Linked DNA regions of Canis lupus: region 1 is linked to region 2. A link is a contact called in public Hi-C data. All regions are on one chromosome and are shown on one strand. Each heading gives the region's core, a stretch centred on a gene start, on an enhancer-like site or on the middle of the called end of the contact. The rest is flanking DNA. Distances are from core to core; before and after follow the strand shown.

Region 1 (3,739 bases), core at 941-3,440, 47 kb after region 2:
TACTGACACACATGACAATATACATGAACCTTGAAAACTTCATGCCAAATGAAAGAAGCCAGTGGCAAAGAACACATACTGTATGATGCTGTTTGTGTTAAATGTTCAGTATAAGCAAATCGGTAGAGACAGAAGATTAAGCGATTGCATAGGACTGGTGAAAGTCAAGGTAGATGTGGGAGCAAGAGGGTTTAGGGTTTCTTTTTGGAAGAATGAAGATATTCTAAATTTTATTGTAGTGATGGACGCATACTTCTAAATAGACCAAAAGCTCATACACTTTAAATGAACGAACTGTCTGCTATGTGACTTGGGGCTTAGTAATGCTATTGAACAAAAGACATAAGTTTGAATGTATTGTTTTATACTTTACTTTTTTTTCACTTAATGTAAAGGAATCTTTGCATGACCTAAAATTGATTTACTTTTGCTAATTTTAAGGGCCACACAGTTTTAATGAAGTAGATGTACCATTCATTACAGACATATGCACACGTATGTATATGTGTGTGTATGTATGTGTACATGTATAAAATGTCTCCAAAATGCTAGGCATTGAGTAATCCGTACTAGTCAGTTCTACACTCTTTTGGTGTTTAGTTCTCCATACACATTTGTTTTTGTTTTCCCCTAATATTAACCACTTTGGAATTTATGAGACTTAGCATGATCAGTGTTCGTGAAAAGTCATGGCAAATAGTGATTAGTCATTTGGTGTAAGGCACACATTTGGATCTTACATGCTGAGACATTGATGTGAGGAAGTTAATTATTCTGCTATTGATCTGTCCTGTATCACCCCTTAATGGAGGTTAGTCATGAGTGTGGGAGCTTAAAGGTCTCTCAAATGTAAAGGGTTTATACAGATGTTGCATAGTAGGATTGTGGTTCTTGCACTGATGGCACGTGTAAGATGCAACTTGAAAATAAAAAGCCATATATATAGAATATATATATATTCTATATATATGAAAAGGAAACATATATATATATAGAACATATATATGTTCTATATATATAAAGATGGCAGAAATTATTATGATTTTTAAAGCCAGTTGGACTAATGAGGTCAGGTTTTTTTGCCTTTCAATTGTCGTGGCAACCATAGGGGCTGACTGGATCATAGTTCTCATTCCTTGAAGTCAAGACAAAGTTGAGTTTAATGAAGTTCAAATCCACCGTAACAGCCTTACCTGGCCCACTAATAAATAAATAAAGGTGTGAGTTAATCTCTGAGAAAACTTTTGCCACGGTTTTTAGAGTAGGAGGAATTTTGTCTAAGCCCTGGCTCCCTGGCGTTCTCATAGATTCTTTATATTTTCTTCTTCTGATACTGAAAATCATTTATCCTAATGAATAAAGAGAATGGCTAACTATAGCCTAACAATTTGTGAAGGGGAGGCAGGTTAAGGTAGGTCAGGCTTCTTAGAATCCCACTCCAACCGTGGTCACCCCGTTACCCACTTGGCAGTCTGGCCATGTGGTCTCAGGAGTAGAGACACTTATTGCCTAGCCACAGTCACGTGCAGCACTCACATTCAGCTGACATGAGCCATATGGAAGTAGATGCAGAATTCTCAGAATGAAATCTAGAGTGGCTCCTGAATGTGGCTTAGGATTCAGTGACCACTTGGGAGAACCTTGGAGATTGAGCTGGCTTGCTTCCCAGGGGGTTCGTTTGTTACTCAGAGAGATGGCAGTGTTTGGTTTTAGTTTAGCCTGGTATTGTTTTCCTTTTGGAGTGAGGAAGCAACAGTCAGGGCAAGAGCCAATATGAACGTACTAATACATATTTTTATATTTGTGTGTCCATGTAATTTGAAGTGGCTGGCTTTGGGAAACAGCTAGTTAAAAGCCCCGATTTTGCATTTGAAATATTCTTTGTTCTGTTTACAACCATGCACAGAGAGATTTTCCCACATTTTCTTTTTTATAAGTTCTCCAGTGATGTTTTCGTGGCCTATCCTGGGAAGATCTGTCTTTCCATTTATCAAAACAAATGGCAAGCTGGGGACCATTTAAAGTCGTTTTTTTAGTTAATAAAGCCAATCTTCTTGTTCTGTTATGTTAAAAGTACATTATCTTTTTATTGCCAGCTCTCTATGGCTAGGTCTGTTTTCCGTCTTAGCAATCTCAGGGCTGCCCCCATTTGCTTACTGTGTAGAGAATTACAAAATCATCACGGGTGGGGCAGTACCAGCTGACTTACAGTACAAACCATTTCTCAAAATAACCACAACAGTGCAATACTGATGTGTCATTGACGTCACAGTATGTTTTTATGAAATAGTTTGTGGCATTTTCATTTCTATTCCGGATGGAATCTTGTTCTCTCTCCCTTTTAATCAGGCATTTAATTTATTTTTATTATTAATATTTTCCACTCCTTGTCTTGGCATGCCTCCAATTTAACAGCTTTGATGAGGGGGAAAAAAAATAACAACTGACGACCCATCTTCCCCCACCCAACTCTGCAACATCAGTTAACTGCAAATGTGTTTTCCCCTTTGATGTGTATTTACCCCTGGTACCAAGGGTACCTACTGCCTGAGGAGAGATGTAGAAATATGGCGTGATGCGTTACACACTCACACCAACTTGCGATCAGGAATTGATAAAGTTGATGTACAACTTTGGAATCTGAAACACTTTCTACCCATCCAAGCTATGTAGTCATAGGCACTGCTGCATTTTGCTTTTACAAATATCTTTCTGTATAATGTCCTGTAATTAGAACAGGAAATCATTGAGTAACTGTGAGATGAATAAGAGCACTTAGACTGAAAAGAAAATCACCTTCCGAGAAATTATATTCTCTCTCTCTTTTTTCTTTCTCTCTCTCCCCCCCCCCCCTTTTTTTTTTTCTGCGTGTTACAATGTTGGTAATGATAGTAACAGCTGTAGCTGCTCTTATCTGTAGAATTTTCATGCTTAGGTTTTCTGAAATGAAAAAAAAAAATTCCTTTTCAGTAATAATCAAAAGCGAATGGACAGAAAATAGGAAATGCCTAATTATGACAAATATTCAGTGTCACAACAGAGCAGCAATTAAATGGAAACTTCAGTATAATTGTCAATAGCAGTAAGAATTGGACTCATGCCAGGTACATAAAGTTGATGCTTCGCCGTTGGTTGGTTGCTAGGAGCACGGTGAAAAGTAGAAAGCTTTGAGAAAGGAATGCCTAATGTAATAAAGTAACAGAAAGAAGCATAAATCATTGTAAGAGCCTCTCGTATTGACATTATTTTACTTAAATTGTCTCAAAACTAGACATCAAGTTTTATAACATGAGCAAATTCATATTTGCTTGGGGAAAAAAAAAGAACACTGTATGTCGTCTTTGAAGGACTGGGGACTTTGTGTCTCAAGCATAGCCTTCATACATATTTGGAATCTTTTAAGTGAAAATCTTTAAATGTTTGTTTCTATTGGCATCCAAATGCATTTGCCCTAATACGATTAAGAGAACTAAAGGGCAAAATACTTGGCAGATTTTTCAGTTGAGGTAATTAGGTGCAGGAAGGAACATGCATACTTTTTCCACCAGGCTCTATAAAATCCTAGTGCAAAGATTTTTTTTTAAGGTTTTTTTTTTTTTTTTAAGCTTACTGATTTTAGAAGTAGATTATAGTGGTTTTCAGTAAGCATAATAGTGTGATGTTTCCGCAACAAGCCTTCCCTTTCCCCCTCACCCCCCAGAATGAAAAAGAAAGTTACATTTCTAAATGTTGTGTGAAA
Region 2 (3,579 bases), core at 194-2,693:
ACCGGAGTAAGTGGTCAGACAGGCAGAGTGGGCTTTGGCAACTGGCATTAAAAATGGCTATCAGAATCACTACCCAATTTGGGGAACACTTTCTAATCATATTACAAGTAGATCTTCTAAATTATTTTTCAACTAGGCAGCTAGCAGTGAAAAACCACTGAAGTGAGTTATTGAAGATTCTCTTGTCACCAAAAAGCACATTGTCTTCATGCATAAGGTTGAACCACTCAAATAGTATCTCAGAGGAGCTTTGTTGAACATTTCTCATTTGCCCTACAACCACAAATAATGTTTTGTTCTTCCCTGACCACTTCTTGCAGGATGAAGTCATTGCTGTTTCTGAAAAGGTAATCGTGAAGCTTGAAGACCTGGTCAAGTGGGTACACTCTGATTTCTCCAAGTGGAGATGTGGCCTCCAGGCTGGGGCCGTGAAGACCACGGCCTTGGGGAGGAATGGACAGAAGGAAGCTTTGCTGAAGTATAGGCAGTCAACACTCAACAGTGGACTCAACTTCAAAGACGTTCTCAAGGAAAAGGCTGACCTTGGTAAATATAATTTGTACTTCCAAATCTCATGTGTGGGTGTAGACAGTAGTAACCTACTTTTTTTTTTTTTCTGGTTGTAGGCCTTTCTGGAAACCCTGTCATATATATAATTTTATATAGACATAAAATTTATTTGACTTCAGAGGGTCTTGGGAATATGTATGGATGGATTGTTGGGGTATGTAAGGGATGGATGCTGGCTGCCGGATTGCAGGGCCTTCTCCTGGTGGGACCCTGAGCCAGGAACCAGGTGATACAACACATGGCCTTAGGCAGCTCCCATTTGGTGTCAAGGCAGAAGACTTAATTAGGGCACCTGAGATTGAATTAATGAAGAGTTTAAATATTTGTTCTGAGGAGATAGTATGACATCTCTTAACACCATGTCAGGATTTCATGTGTTTGTTTACCAAGGCTGGGTGGGAAGCAGAGCGAGGAAGAGAGATGAGTTACTTAGTGTGGAGCAATGTCAAATTGTTTCGCCTCCTAGTCTCAGTTTCCCCATCTGGAAAAGATGGGGACTTTACTGCGTCACTGAAATTTAAGATATAAAGGGTTTAGTTTACCACAGTGATGACTGGCGTATACAAGGGGCTTCCTGATGAATTCTTTTGCTTTTTCTTAACACGTTCTTCTCCAGAGGCTTTCTGTGGCCATTTCTTTTATCCTCTCCCGTCTATTTGTATCTCCCTGTGGTGCTCACTGACTTACTCTCCTAGCGTTGCTTAACACCAAAGTTGTTGACCTCTGAGTTAGACTAGTTATTTCCTCTTTAGGCAAAGAGGAACTTCACTTTTAACATATTAAGGCATCTTTTTCTTTCATTCTAGCACAATGCTGATTTTCATAGCCCTATTTTATGCCTTAATGTGACAACTTCCTGTTTTCTTTAGCCTAGGATTTAACTATTACAACAAACCCAGACTCTTTACTTAATTGGCATAAAGAGACTGCATAACAGCAGTAACTGTCTTTCCTGTGATTCTGATTTGTGATGAGCTGTACTGTGCATTGGGAATCATATTAATATTTTCTTGCAATTTGAGTCAACGACTAACAGTTTCCTGTCATCTTTTGGTAAATGTCAGGCGGTAATATTTTGGACATGGCAGCCTGACTTTTGAAGAAAATTATTAATCTGGTGTTTTATTTTAAAGCCCCCAATTTTTTTTTTTTTTACTAAATTTCCTATATATGCTGTTATATTCCCCAATTTCATGAACACACAATGACTAGTCTCTTGATGTGTGATAATGCTGGATAATACATGTGTTGTATTACTTTTCTAATGTTTGCTCTAAGTTGTATTGCTATTGTCTTATGTTCTCCCTAACATTTAAACATTTCTTTTGTTTGTTTGATTTTTTTTTTTAGTTATGGAATATACTGTTACTAATAAAAAACTAAACAGGAAACCCACGGGGGACAAAAGGATGTGTAGATGGTTAAGCTTGATGTCACACATATAAACAAGAGTATTTATAGCAGACTTGTTTTCTGTTTAAAATTGATAGTTTATTAATGAATCTGAAAAGAAACTCAATCTCTTAATTCTAGCAAAAGATTTAGAGGGTTTGATCTTACTGAATTCTAAAAAAAAGTCCATGATGTACTTTTTAATAATTAATTTCAGAAGAAATTGATTTATAGTGAATATTCAAAGTACTTAGTGGTTTTTAAACCTAGTGTTTGGTAGACTCACTAGGGGAATTTTAAAAATAATACTGATTGCTAAGTCCAGCTTCCCCAGATTGTTCATCCAGTAGGATTAAGGCAAGGCCAAGGAATGTGGCCTGAAAAAAAGACTTCCTAGGTGATTCTGAATTTTTTTTTCAGTCTCATTTGGGAAACAGCAATACAATTAGTGCTGAGAAAGGGAAAATAATCAACAGGAGATTTGATGGGGAGGCTCTCCTCTGGTGAACAAGAAACACCATGTTACTTTTTCCTTCTTTTTTTTTTTTTTAATGTAAAATACCCCTTTAAGGATAGAATTTGGGGCCTTGAAATTCTACTCAGTTGGTATGAACTGTGGGGAATTTGAGACAAATAGCTTTTGTAATTGGAATGCACACTGTGTTGTAATAATGTGGAAAGAGAAACAAAAACTTTCCTTAATGTAATGAGTTTCCATTATCTGCTTGATCTAAGGTTCACAAGCCTACATTGTTAGGATGTATATATTGGGGAGACAGGGGGTGTCACTTGCTGTACACATTCCTGTCCTAGCAACTTTCTCTTCAACCTCTTCCTTTTTGTCTGCAACATCAAAATATTTGTTGTCTGCACTTTTCTTTCTACACAGTGGTTTTCTTATCTCTCTCTCTCTGGGCCACACTGAAACCACTTCCAATACCACATTGTTAATGGAAGTTCACACACTTATTAGGTTTTTCCTTCTGTAGAACACTTCCAACTCCTCATTGTTCTTACCAAAGAAAGAAGATGAACTCTGAGATTATTTAAGACCCCCCTCTTTTTTTTTCTGGTGGAAGTAAGCAAAGAATGGAAAGATCTCACCTTTCTTGTGGCTAAAATAAAACTCCGATACGTTATGTTTTTAACCGAAGGATTTCATCACGTTAAAACATCAATAGCGACAAAATAATTAAGTTGACTCTTAGAGAAGGGATTTTACCATCTAAAAGCTAATTAAAGAACTCTTCTTGCTCAATGTTTAGGTAGAATAAGTTCCCTTTAATCCCAGTTTGTGTCACTTCCTGTCTCTCTCTGAAGAGTAAAAAAACAAGAATGTTCTCACAAATGTGTGTCTGCCAGCAAATTAATACTCCGCAAAGAGAAACTCTGCCCCAAATGGCAGCTTCCAATAACTGCTCTGATTCGAAGCACAGCTCTTTTTTTTTTTTTTAATTCTCTTCCCCTTCAAGGACAATATTTGTGGATATCATGTTTGCTTTTTACAAATCTCTGCAGTTTTCGTTTAAGATTCAAAATGACTGGTGACTAAAATGACACATCTAGATAGTGGGAAAACCAATAATCTTCAAAAACACTCCTGAGATGTGTTAGCAT

The links. A called contact is a pair of places that touch in the nucleus more often than the background predicts.
Region 1: a Hi-C map of blood shows a contact between it and region 2, with 1.8 times the contacts expected there. The contact joins two enhancer-like sites. A contact is called at or near these places in 2 of 9 Hi-C or Micro-C datasets (both in blood).

The regions. Positions count from the first base shown.
Region 1 is chr4:14,735,956-14,739,694 of UU_Cfam_GSD_1.0, forward strand. All of the region lies in intron 3 of ARID5B (AT-rich interactive domain-containing protein 5B), which reads left to right. Among named protein-coding and RNA genes, the nearest start is that of ARID5B, 79 kb to the left of the region's middle. Within about 2 kb of position 2,191, at least 4 of the 20 cell types and tissues checked have an H3K27ac peak or open chromatin away from gene starts, as enhancers often do. A contact at or near this core is called in blood, where this site is marked.
Region 2 is chr4:14,689,253-14,692,831 of UU_Cfam_GSD_1.0, forward strand. It overlaps ARID5B (AT-rich interactive domain-containing protein 5B), which reads left to right. Exons shown (of 10, transcript XM_038534033.1): 3 at 321-546. Among named protein-coding and RNA genes, the nearest start is that of ARID5B, 32 kb to the left of the region's middle. Within about 2 kb of position 1,444, at least 5 of the 20 cell types and tissues checked have an H3K27ac peak or open chromatin away from gene starts, as enhancers often do. A contact at or near this core is called in blood, where this site is marked.